Linked DNA regions of Sus scrofa: all the other regions are linked to region 4. Evidence: chromatin contacts called from public Hi-C and HiChIP or PLAC-seq data. All regions are on one chromosome and are shown on one strand. Each heading gives the region's core, a stretch centred on a gene start, on an enhancer-like site or on the middle of the called end of the contact. The rest is flanking DNA. Distances are from core to core; before and after follow the strand shown.

Region 1 (2,767 bases), core at 107-2,606, 150 kb after region 4:
ATCCGACTCCATCTGCGTTTCTCTGCGGCCATCCCGTCGCAGGGCTCCTGATAACCCTTGTACAAGCTACGGTCTGGTCGCCGGGGTCTGATTGAGTTGTTACTTCCACCGCATACATTCCTTTCAAGAGCAAGAAGGTTGGGGGGGCGGAGGCAGGGAAGCGGCGCGCGGGGGAGGGGGGGAAGTCCAAGATGGTGGCCCTGGCGCCATTGTGTTTCCTTTACTCTTCGCTCCTCCAGTGGGCGCCTGCTTAATCGGAGGCCCCAGCGGCGATGAGAGGTGACGCTAGGCGTCCTCTGGCCTTGGGCATTTGCGGAGGGCGGGGCTCTTTTCATCCTCCCGCTTATTTTTGCGTTGTCGGCTCGCGGTAGTGGGAATCGGCGGCTTCTGGGCCTAGTTGAACTTTTCTCATTTCGGCCTTCCCACTATTATTTAGAGCGTTTTAATTGTTTAGGAATGGTGTCAATGTGTTTTTCGGAAAGGGGGTGAGGCCTGAAGAGTAACGCAATGGTGACGAAGGTTTTACTTATTAACTGGAAAGAGGATTCATCTTAGTTATTGGCCTGCTTTTCATTCATTGTTTGTTGGGGAGATGAATTTTTCCCGGTCTGGCATTTCTCTAGACCCCTCCCCCCGCCATAAGTTACCCAAGGCCTTTAAACGCCAGAAGGCGGTTACTGAGGAGTGGGAGGCTGGAGTGCTGGGGAGAGGTGGGTGGCAGCCACATGATGTTTTCATTTTGAAAAGTGAGAGCTTTGCGCAGTGACGACTTTTATCTATCACCCTTGACTGATGGCTGCTGTATTAGAAGTTGAGATTGTACACTTCGTAGGGAAAGCACAAGATCTTGAGGGCCTGTCATTTTGTCGTTTTCATTCTCCGTTCTTAAGTCATTATCTATGTTCTGCTTTTCATGGTTTTTTTTTTTTTTTCTTTCTTTCTTTCTTTGCTGCTGTCACAGACCTGGGATTTGTAAGCTGATCTTGCCCTTCCAACTTCCGGGTTTCTGCTTCTTTGAGCTGAGGTTTTGGGGAACCTGTGTCCTAATCACCTCCTCTGGGACCACTTTTTTCATTCCCTGTATTACGTTTGCTTTTCCCTTTTAATTCTTGTGGGTTTTTTTGTTACTTTCAATGTTTCATAGTTTAGGGAAAGTGGAAAGTGTGGGGATGGAAGAGGTGGCTAAGGCTCTGCTCATGACTGATGAGTCTTCTCTCTGGTTTTTTTCCCTAGCTCTTCTGTCAGAAACTAGTATTTCTTTTCCTCTCCTGTTCCTCGAGCCTCCACTCTCCCCTGTCTTATTCTGTGTGAACCCAGCCGGAGACGCCTCCCCTTCTCCCCCTGCCGGCCCAGTTATGGCAGAGAACGATGTGGACAATGAGCTCTTGGATTATGAAGACGATGAGGTGGAGACAGCAGCTGGGGGAGATGGGGCTGAGGCCCCTGCCAAGAAGGATGTCAAGGGCTCCTATGTCTCCATCCACAGCTCTGGCTTTCGTGACTTCCTGCTCAAGCCAGAGTTGCTCCGGGCCATTGTTGACTGTGGCTTTGAGCATCCATCAGAAGGTAAATTTTCCTCAGACTTTTAAAGGATGTGAGAAACATGGTTATGGTCTTTTAGTGATACGGAATTATATAAGATAGATTAGGGAAGAAGTACCAAAAACTGTTTTAGCAGTAGAAAGAGTTATATATAGGTTGGTTTTTCATTCATGGTGACAAGTAAGTGCTAGTGATGTAAAAGTAATTTAGATAGAGATCTGTTTTTCATCTTGTGACTGGCTTTTCTCCTTGTCTGCTTGTTTTTAATTTTGTTTCTTTGACTTTTAATTTAAAATTTCCAGAGAGGAGCTGGTTGGACTCTTGAGCCAAGCCAGCTCTGGTCTCTGGAAACCGTTATGGCTGGTCTAAAGGTGGCTGGCTTTGGGTCAGGTACCAAGTCCTTCATTTTGTCCAAGGTTGCAGGGTTATGTGACCCAAAGCATGACAGCCTAAGTAGGAGAAATGGCCTGTGGCAGGCACTCAAAAGTCATGGATTGTTACAGATTAAGAAACATTCGGACAGAGTCAGGAGCACCTAAGGCAAGCAATTGGTAGGTGCAAGAGGGTTGTTAGCAGGACTGTGGGGGTCTGGAACTGGAGGAGGCCAATGTTAGAAGGAACTGGGAAGGTCTGATTTGGGGATTACTTTGATTACTCGAGGGAGCAGAGGTAGAAAGGGTCTGGAAATCGACAAGAACCATTTAAGAATTGAGTAGAGAGAAACGGGTTTGGCATGGTGAAAAAGCTGGCCAAGTTAGCTGGAGACTGAAGTCTAATTATCCTTTTTCCCCCCTCCTTATAGTTCAGCATGAATGCATCCCTCAGGCCATCCTGGGAATGGATGTCCTATGCCAGGCCAAGTCAGGCATGGGGAAGACAGCGGTGTTTGTGCTGGCTACACTGCAACAGCTGGAGCCAGTTACTGGGCAGGTATGCTTGGGGAAAGTGCTGGAGGAGGCATTTTGGTTTGCAGTGTTCGGGAAGGGTGTTTGTGTCAGCTCCATGATGCATTCAGAGCCACCAGTGCTTGTTGCTAAGGTGACCTCTCATTCTTGACTGACAGCCGTGGGGAATGTTCTGTAGTAATCATGGGGTTAATGGTTTAGAGCTCCAAACTATAGTCAGTTGTGATCTGCCAGGTGTGCTTTTGTGACATACCTGAAGGGATATATTGTATGTGTCTCTCCATCTACTCCCCCCTAGGTGTCTGTACTGGTGATGTGTC
Region 2 (2,763 bases), core at 44-2,543, 140 kb before region 4:
TCCCAAGAAGGAGCATTCCAGGGGAGAGGCCTCTGGCATCTTCCTGCAGAAAATCTAGGGAAGAGAGTTCCTGCTGTGGTACAGCAAGCTAAGGATCTGGTGCTGTCTCTGCGGCAGGGCAGGTTCCATCCCTGGCCCTGTACATTGGGTTAAAGATCCGGCATTGCGAAGCTGTGCCCTAAGCCCTTCTGTATACCACGAATGCGGGGTGGCGGGGGCGGGGGGGGGGAGGAAGAAAGAAAGAAGAAAGAGAGAAAGAAAGAGAGAGAGAGAATGAAAGAAAGAAAGAGAAAGAGAGAGAAAGAAGAGAGAAAGAAAGAAAGGAAAGAAAGAAAGAGAGAGAGAGAGAGAGAGAGAGAGAGAGAGAGAGAGAGAGAGAGAGAGAGAGAGAAAGAAAGATAGATCTAGGGATGAAGTTAGCCACAGCAGACTCCCCAGCAGGTGGCTGTAGAGAGTGAGGATTTTCTCACCCTACTGTATGCATTCATTTGGGATATCTTAAGTACCAGGCTCTCCGCTAAGAAACTGACATGTATCATGTATTTTTTTCCGTTAATCCCTTTCATTCTATGAAACATAGTATTATCGACTCCACTCTACAGATGACCTATTTACATAACCTATTTAGCAGTTTACAAAAATTGCCCCAAAAAACAGCTGGTGGGAATGCAGCCAGGAAACCAGGCAGCTGTCTCTTGGTCCTTGATTTCCACCCCCGGGAATGGGGTTAGCCCCCAACGTTCCGTTCTTATGGGTCTATGTCGCGCCTCAGTGGAAGACCTGGAGAGGAACGACGGCTCCCTGGACCGGCCCTACTACATGTCCAAAGCCCTTCTGAAGATTCTGGGCAAGAAGAACGAGGTGCCCTCGGGAGACAAGAAGAGGAAGAAGTGAGAGACGTAGCCCTGATCCAAAACAGCACCCCGCCTGTACAGCCTCCCAGCCTCATTCCCGCCTTCCAGATGTCGATTTTGTAGTAAAAAGATTAAAAGATTGATATTGTGTTTTCTCAAAAACTCTGGGACTTTTATTTCCTCCAAGACCACACGCTGCCCTCCCCCGCCCACCTGGCTCTTTAAAAGGGGCCCTGCCCCTGTGACGCCCCTACACCCCCACCAGTATCACGGCCAATCAAAAGGCATCTGTGGAGTTATGCCCGCCCCCTTCTTCAATCAAACCAATAGTCTTCCCGTTCGGGTCACGCGCTCCGGGACTTCAAAGAAGGCCCATTGGACAACGTAGAGAGGAGGTGCTGAAGGGTCACGTGAGGAGTTACGCGAGGGCCAATTAAAGTCGCGGTAGCTCGGCTGGGGGCCCTGACTTGCTGTGGATTTGAGGGTGACATCTGAGCATTTAAAGGGCTGGGGTCAACTGAGCGACTCAAGCCCGCGTCTAATCGTGGAGCCAGGGTCGCGGCCGCCGCGGGGGAGAGATGACTGCGGAGCGACCCGGCGCAGTGCCCCTGGGCAGACCCGGGAGACCGCCTATGCTGGGATTAGGGGAAGCCTATAGGGCCCAGGTATTTGCCTCGATCTTCCTGCTGCTGTTGTCTCCGGCAGGAGTCGGAGCCAGGGCAAAGAACGACTTCAGTCTGGTGAGTTAACCCTCGCATGGCCCCATCCCCAACCACGCAGGCGGTCGGTCTGTGTCAGGTTGTACGCCCGGGACGCAGGCTGCTAAGCCCCCTCTCCTTTCCCAATCCCTGCCCCTCTCTGGGTTCCTCGTCCTCTTTCCTTCTGAGGCTCCTCATTCGAGCTCCTTCCCCTTTTGAGGTTTCCCTATCCCAGAGGGCTTCTTCTCCCCTCGTAGTCCCTTACGCTGCCTAGAGACTCCAGCTTCGCTACAAACTCTCCTCAGGGTTCCCCTTCCTTGTTCTGGGAAACCTGCTCCCACTTGGGGTCCCTACCACCCTACCTTTCCCAGGGGAACCTGCGTCTGAGTTGCTATTCATTCACCCTAAAGCCCAAGTCACATTTGTTCAGTTCACCGGAACTCCTCCCTTCACAGGTGCACCCGCTGGTGACCATGGAGCAACTGCTGTGGGTGAGCGGAAAACAGATCGGTTCTGTGGACACCTTCCGCATCCCACTCATCACCACCACTCCTCGAGGCACCCTCCTTGCCTTCGCTGAGGCCAGGAAAATGTCAGCATCGGATAAAGGCGCTAAATTCATTGCTCTGCGGAGATCCATGGACCAGGGTAAAACTATGCCTGGGAGTTCCCACCACCGCTTAGCAGTAATGAACCCGACTAGTAACCATGAGGATGTGGGTTCAGTCCCTGGCCTTGCTCAGTGGGTTCAAGGATCTGACGGTGCTGTGATCTGTGGTGTTGGTTGCAAACCTGGCTTGGATCCCTCATTGCTGTGGCAAAGGCCGGTGGGTGCAGCTCCAATTTGACACCTAGCCTGGCAACTTCCATATGCCGCACGCAGGGGCAGCCCTAAAAAAAAAAAAAAAAGCCTGTGTGGCAAGATGTTGAATGGGTGGGGAGCCTGATTTTCCGTAGAGCCCTGGAGCTGCTGGGTCCCTGAAGACTAGAGGCAACCTAAGAAGGGAAGGTGTCCAGGGCAGTAATGCAGACATTGGGATCTCCAAGGAGTTGAACATTCATCCAAATGTTTATTGAGCACTTACTATATACCTGGCAGTGTTCTAAGTTCTGTGACTACAGTTATGAACAAAACAGAGCAAAAATCCTCGCCTTTGCAGGGCTTATATTCTATTGGGAGGAGGCAGACAATAAGCATAATAAGTAATATA
Region 3 (2,700 bases), core at 116-2,615, 160 kb before region 4:
TTCATGCTACACCAAGACCTGCGATTTCCGCGCATTGCCTTCTTCAGTTCACGAGACATCCGGACCGGGGAGGAGCTGGGGTGAGGCAGCCTGGGACGCGGCCATGGGTGTGGGAGGGGCAGCCGGCCCGGGACCAGAGCAGGAAGGCTGGAGAGTGCCTGCTCTCCAGGCACGGATTAGAGCAGAGCTTCTCTGAAACGGGCCATAAACAGAGTCCCAAGCCGCACAGGTTTTGAGTCAGTAGGTTTGGGATGAGGCCCAAGAGTCCTCATTCCTAACAAGCTCCTGGGCAGCGCTGGGGCTGTAGGTGCAGAGAGCATAGGAGGCCTCAGAGCCCCGCAGAAGATGGGGACAGATGCTTCGGAGTGGGTCTGGGTCCCACAGACCGCCTGTGCTCCCCTGACAGGTTTGACTATGGTGACCGCTTCTGGGACATCAAAAGCAAATATTTCACCTGCCAGTGTGGCTCTGAGAAGTGCAAGCACTCAGCGGAGGCCATCGCCCTGGAGCAGAGCCGCCTGGCCCGCCTGGACCCCCACCCCGAGCTGCTGCCCGAGCTCAGCTCCTTGCCCCCCGTCAACCCCTGAGAGTGGACCACACACACCCCTCCCTACCCCAGGACGGCCACCAACTCGGCAGCCACCTCTGCTACTTGCTGCCCACAGCCCACACCTGGGGGTGCCACAGTCTCCTGTCCCTGCACCCCTCCACACATTCCTCAGCCAGAGATCCCCGCCAGGCCCTGGAGGTCTGACAGCCCCTCTCTCCCAGAGCTGGTTCCTCCCTGGGAGAGTGACTTCAGGGCTGGCCACCCCCCTGTTCCCCATCCTTAGCTGAAGTTTGATGAATTGAAATTGGGGCCCTATGCTAACTGGTTTCCTTTGTTCTCAATAAATGTTGGGTTTGTAATAAGCCGAGGGGTTGCAGCCAGAGGGAACGTGGGTGCGAGGGGCAGGTGAGGATGGGAAGCAGGCCGGGCAGGTGTGCCTGGTGTGGCTGGTGCGGCTGGCCGCCCGGGGGAGGGGCAGGGGGTGACCGGGTGCAGGATCTCTGGTCAAGGCCAAATCTCATCTGGACACTTAATCTTTTGCGGGAGGGTGTGGGCGGGAGTGTACAACCAGTGAGGAAGTTGGCAAAATTGAGGAGGGTTTTCTTAGAGCGTGCGGGAGTCCTTCAGGTCGTGGTCCTTGAGGCCTGAGCAAGTAGCCTTGACCTGACCCCATCCCAGGCTCGCCTTCCAGCTCAGAGTCAAGTAGGAGGAACTAGAGTGTGTCAGGGACCACAGGCAGGGGTGGGGCTGTGACGTGCCAGAGGGAGGGCGGGGCAGGTGGCAGGTGAGCTGCCAGGTCTCCCAGGCTCCAATCACTCCGGAGACTGAGCCATGGGGGAAAAACAGGACCCAGACAAGGCCTACGGTGAGGCTGGGGCCAGGCTGGGATGGGGGCTCGGGCTCCAGTGAGGAAAGGGAGAGCTACACTGGGAATGGGGAGGGGGGCGCGGTGCTGGGGTCGCCCCAAGGAGTGGAGCTGAGGGGAGCCGTAGTCCCAGAGGGGAGGGACCAGGAAATGAGCTGATGGAAGAAGGTCCTGGGAGGAGGACGGGGTTCTGGGGCTGGGAGCCATGGCTGGGGAGCCTTCCCGGAGTGCATCTGGGGTCCCTGGGAGGAGGGGGTGCTATCAGCCCTGGACTCTGGTTCTCTGGAGGCAGGGCCCTGGGAAGCAGAGCCTGAACCGGAAGGAGGCAGGGACAGGGTCCTGAGGAGGGGAAAGGGCTCAGGCTGGGGGTGTCAGGTGCTGCAGAGCCTGGGAGGGGTGAGCTGGGGTCTAGGCAGCTGTCAGGAGAAGCAGCTGCGGTCCCCAAGAGGAGGAGGAGTTTCGGCCTGGACTCTGGGTCTCTGAGGGGACAGGGTGCTGGGGGTCCCTCTGAGGAGCTGGGGCTGCAGATCTTGGTGGAGAGGGGGCTGGGGGCCTGTCTCGAGGGTCTCTGTTAGGAGGGTGTACACAGAGGAATGGGGAGCAGCACCTGCTGAGGGTCCTCTGCAGGGTAAGGCCTCAGGAAAGGGAGCAGGGAGCCTGTCTCCAGAATCTGTGAGGAACAAGGCTGGGAGGCTGCCCAGGGGTCCCCAGGCCTGGGGTTGGGGGGCGGGAGTCTGAAGGGAGAGGACACTGGGACACCTGTGAGCATCGAAGGCTAGGGGGTTGCCTGCCGAGGCCCCCTGGGGTCTGGGGTTCTGAACTTCTCTCTGGAAAGAAGGGAACCCAAAGGAGGGGCCTCCCAGAAGCCTTCCTTGGTCCAAAGGGAATTAGGGGAGGGAGCAGTGAGGGCGCCTCGTAAGCTTCAGCTTCCCGGAGCGGCTTTGGGTCAATCATTGACATCATGTCCGAGAACCTTGGAGGGACAGAGTCCAGGGCACCAGGGACAATGGACCACACCCCATCCCAGCCCTCTGTCCTCCCTCCTCGATGCCCACAGGGGACCCTGGCTGCCTGGCCCCACCCCCTCTCTGTGTGTACTCAGGGAGGACCAGGAACAGGACGTGGCCCCAATCTCAACTGCCAGGCTCAGGTGTCACCGGGACTGCCCTCCCAGGGACTGACAGTAGCCTGGAGACCAGACCGAAGTCCTTTCGGGGTGGGGGTCTGCAGGGGCCCCTCCCCTCCCCGGGCCTTGGGGGAGTGGATGCCTTCGGTTCCAGTGTCT
Region 4 (2,700 bases), core at 38-2,537:
ACTATGTAGGTGTAAGATACAAAGAAAAATAAAACAAATCTGTATATCTATTGAGAAATAGAATATTACCCTTTCGGCCAAAGATCTTCTATGCTATGTAACAATATTCTAAACTTGCTCTTTAGTAATTGCTGTTGTGGTTCAGCGTTAACGAACCAGACTAGTATCCATGAGGATGCAGGTTCAACCCCTGGCTTGGCTCAGCGTATTAAGGATCTGCCTTTGCTGTTACTGAAGTGTAGGTCACAGATGCAGCTCCCATCTGGTGTCACTGTGCCTATGGCGTAGGCGTAGGTCACAGATGCAGCTCCCATCTGGTGTCACTGTGCCGATGGCGTAGGCCTTCAGCTACAGTTCTGATTCGACCCCTGGTCTGGGAACATCCATATGCCACATCTGCAGCCCTAAAATAAATAAATAAATAAATAAATAAATAAATTTGCTCTTTAACATACCTGACTATTAAATTTTATGTGTTTGAGAGGAGTCCCCGCTGTGGTTCGGCAGAAACAAATTTGACTAGTATCCAGGAGGACGCAAGCCTCGCCCAGTGGGTTAAGGATCAGGCATTGCGCTGAGCTGCAGTGTAGGTTGCAAAGGAGGCTTGGATCTTGCATTGCTGTCTGTGGCTGCTGTGCAGGTGGGCAGCTGTAGCTCCGATTTGACCCCTAACCTGGGAACTTCCATGTGCCACGGGTGCGGCCCCTAAATTTATTTATTTATTTATTTATTTATTTATTTCATGTGTTTTTGAATTTTATACCACGGTGTCATGTTGCGTGTAATATTCTGTGGCTTTCTTTTTTTCCAACACTATGTATATGGTTTTGAGATTTGTTCATGCTAAAGTGAGATAATTTATCCTGCTGAAAACCAGTACTTCACACATCTTAGCAATACTATCCTCCCATACATGACCAAGGCGCAACTCCCAATTCATCCAAGGCTTTGCTTTTCTCTTTCAATAAATGCTGTAATTTTCACCGTAAAATCTTGCATTTCTTTTATTAGATGTATTTCTAAACACCTTTTTTGTTGCTCTTGTCAACTATCGCTCGAGAGTCTGACAGCATTAAGAGACAGAAAAAAGTGACAACATTTTAGCTCTCCGCGTTCCAAACGCTTTCAACTAATTTCTGACCATTGCTGTACCCGTAGCTCCAAACGCAAGAAACCCTGCTCGAGGAGCGCTGAAGATGTCTCAGCTCCGCGCGAGGCGGAGCCGGTACGTGCTGACGTCAAGGGCACGCAACACCTCGGAGGCGGGGGAGGGCGGGGCCGGCGGGGGGACCTGCTGCTGGAAGAGCAGCGGCCCGGGCCGGGGCTATGGCGAAGCTGCTGAGCTGCGTCCTAGGACCCCGGCTCTACAAAATCTACCGGGAAAGGGACTCAGAAAGGGCCGCGTCTGGTGTCCCTGGGACTCCAACTTCAGTCACTACCGCCTCTTCCAGCTCCTGGGTGAGTCGAGTTCTCCCCTGGTTAAAAACATGGTATGGCCCAAGCCCCTTTGCGGCCTTTGCTCCCCAGAAGCGTCCATTATTAGGAATCGGGGGAGCCAGTTTGTCAGGCCAGGTGTCGCAAAGTCTGCGCTCTTTGTGCTTCCTGGATTAAAGTCACGTCTGTGAACTGGTTGACTCCTTTGTCGCTGTTTGCCGGTGTTTTCTCATTCCGACTCCCACTCCTTGCCTTTTCCTCTCTCGGCCCCTCACCCTGCGGGTCGTGGTTTATGCCTGTCCCCATTGGCTTTTAAGTCGGGAAGAGACCCTGCGCGGATTCCGGAGCTGGATGATTTTGCCATCAAACTCTCCATTTCTTCTTACTCAATGCCCTACGCGGTTCCCTTTATCTTCCGTGGCCTTGAATTTCAAAATGACTTCTTCAGCAGCATATCATATGTTCGTTTTTCCCACCCCACCCCCGCCTACCGTGGAGACCCCGGGATCATTGCGTTCATAAAAGCCAGGGTAGGGCGGTAGGCTGTGCCCCTAAACGTTCTCTTCCTTTTTGTCAGTAGTCTCAAATTATGTTTACTGTCCTCTACACACCGCCCACCCCAGCCAAATTCCCTTCCTTTATCACCCTACTCTTCTTTCTGATGCTCTTCTGTCCCTCTTAAAGTTGTCATAGTGTCTTGCCTTCTCTAACCCCTCTCCCCTATGCACACAACTCATTTGAAACTGGGTCGTGAAGAAGGAGCAAAAGTCGTCCAAGGATGCTTTCACCTTAGCTCCCAAGCCCAGCCCCCTGTTCTCATGGTCTGGGGTGGAAAATCAGGTTCTGAGTTGGGGTGAGGGAGAAGGGCTTTCTTGAGAGACAGGGCTGTCCCAGGAGAGGTGGCTTTGGGGGTGAGAACCAGAAGACATACATCAGGGCTTCTGGAAGGGAAGGGGCTGGGGGGATATGTCAATGAGTAGGGTTCTTAATTCGGCCATCTGTTTTGGCAGGATACATATTATCAGCCCCGTGCCCTCGAGAAACATGCTGACAGCATCCTCGCGCTGGTACGTCTGCCCTGGCCTCTGAGGCTTCTGCATCTTTTCAGACCCAGCTGCCCTCCTGAACTTTCTCCTCCCTACCTAGGCGTAGGCTGCACCCCTGGGGGTGGGGGATGCTCCGGGCTCTGCTGCAGATGTCTCCAGCACACACGCTGAAGCTGGCAGACGTGGTACTCCCCTTTGGTGCGGGCGCTGCTTTCTCTGG

Evidence for each region. A called contact is a pair of places that touch in the nucleus more often than the background predicts. HiChIP or PLAC-seq counts read pairs in DNA pulled down with a chosen protein or histone mark.
Region 1: a contact with region 4 is called in an H3K27ac HiChIP or PLAC-seq map of alveolar macrophages. The contact joins the promoter of DDX39B here to the promoter of ABHD16A in region 4. A contact is called at or near these places in 1 of 5 promoter capture datasets (skeletal muscle), 1 of 47 Hi-C or Micro-C datasets (epiblast stem cells) and 1 of 2 datasets of contacts at active chromatin or transcription factors (alveolar macrophages).
Region 2: an H3K27ac HiChIP or PLAC-seq map of alveolar macrophages shows a contact between it and region 4. The contact joins the promoter of NEU1 here to the promoter of ABHD16A in region 4. A contact is called at or near these places in 1 of 5 promoter capture datasets (liver), 2 of 47 Hi-C or Micro-C datasets (epiblast stem cells and fetal liver) and 2 of 2 datasets of contacts at active chromatin or transcription factors (alveolar macrophages and skeletal muscle).
Region 3: a contact with region 4 is called in a Hi-C map of epiblast stem cells, with 1.8 times the contacts expected there. The contact joins the promoter of SLC44A4 here to the promoter of ABHD16A in region 4. A contact is called at or near these places in 1 of 47 Hi-C or Micro-C datasets (epiblast stem cells) and 1 of 2 datasets of contacts at active chromatin or transcription factors (alveolar macrophages).

The regions. Positions count from the first base shown.
Region 1 is chr7:23,666,206-23,668,972 of Sscrofa11.1, reverse strand. It overlaps DDX39B (DExD-box helicase 39B), which reads left to right and starts at 1,356. Exons shown (of 10, transcript NM_001005157.1): 1 at 1,356-1,566; 2 at 2,345-2,472; 3 at 2,746-2,767. The coding sequence starts at 1,356.
Region 2 is chr7:23,957,189-23,959,951 of Sscrofa11.1, reverse strand. It overlaps NEU1 (neuraminidase 1), which reads left to right and starts at 1,293. Exons shown (of 6, transcript NM_001101822.1): 1 at 1,293-1,594; 2 at 2,008-2,200. The coding sequence starts at 1,433. SLC44A4 (solute carrier family 44 member 4) reads left to right here. Exons shown (of 21, transcript NM_001101818.1): 21 at 773-1,017. The coding sequence ends at 894.
Region 3 is chr7:23,975,895-23,978,594 of Sscrofa11.1, reverse strand. It overlaps SLC44A4 (solute carrier family 44 member 4), which reads left to right and starts at 1,365. Exons shown (of 21, transcript NM_001101818.1): 1 at 1,365-1,415. The coding sequence starts at 1,382. It overlaps EHMT2 (euchromatic histone lysine methyltransferase 2), which reads left to right. Exons shown (of 29, transcript NM_001101823.1): 28 at 1-80; 29 at 407-912. The coding sequence ends at 587.
Region 4 is chr7:23,813,480-23,816,179 of Sscrofa11.1, reverse strand. It overlaps ABHD16A (abhydrolase domain containing 16A), which reads left to right and starts at 1,287. Exons shown (of 20, transcript NM_001195326.1): 1 at 1,287-1,458; 2 at 2,445-2,501. The coding sequence starts at 1,327. It also overlaps a transcript of LY6G6F not described here.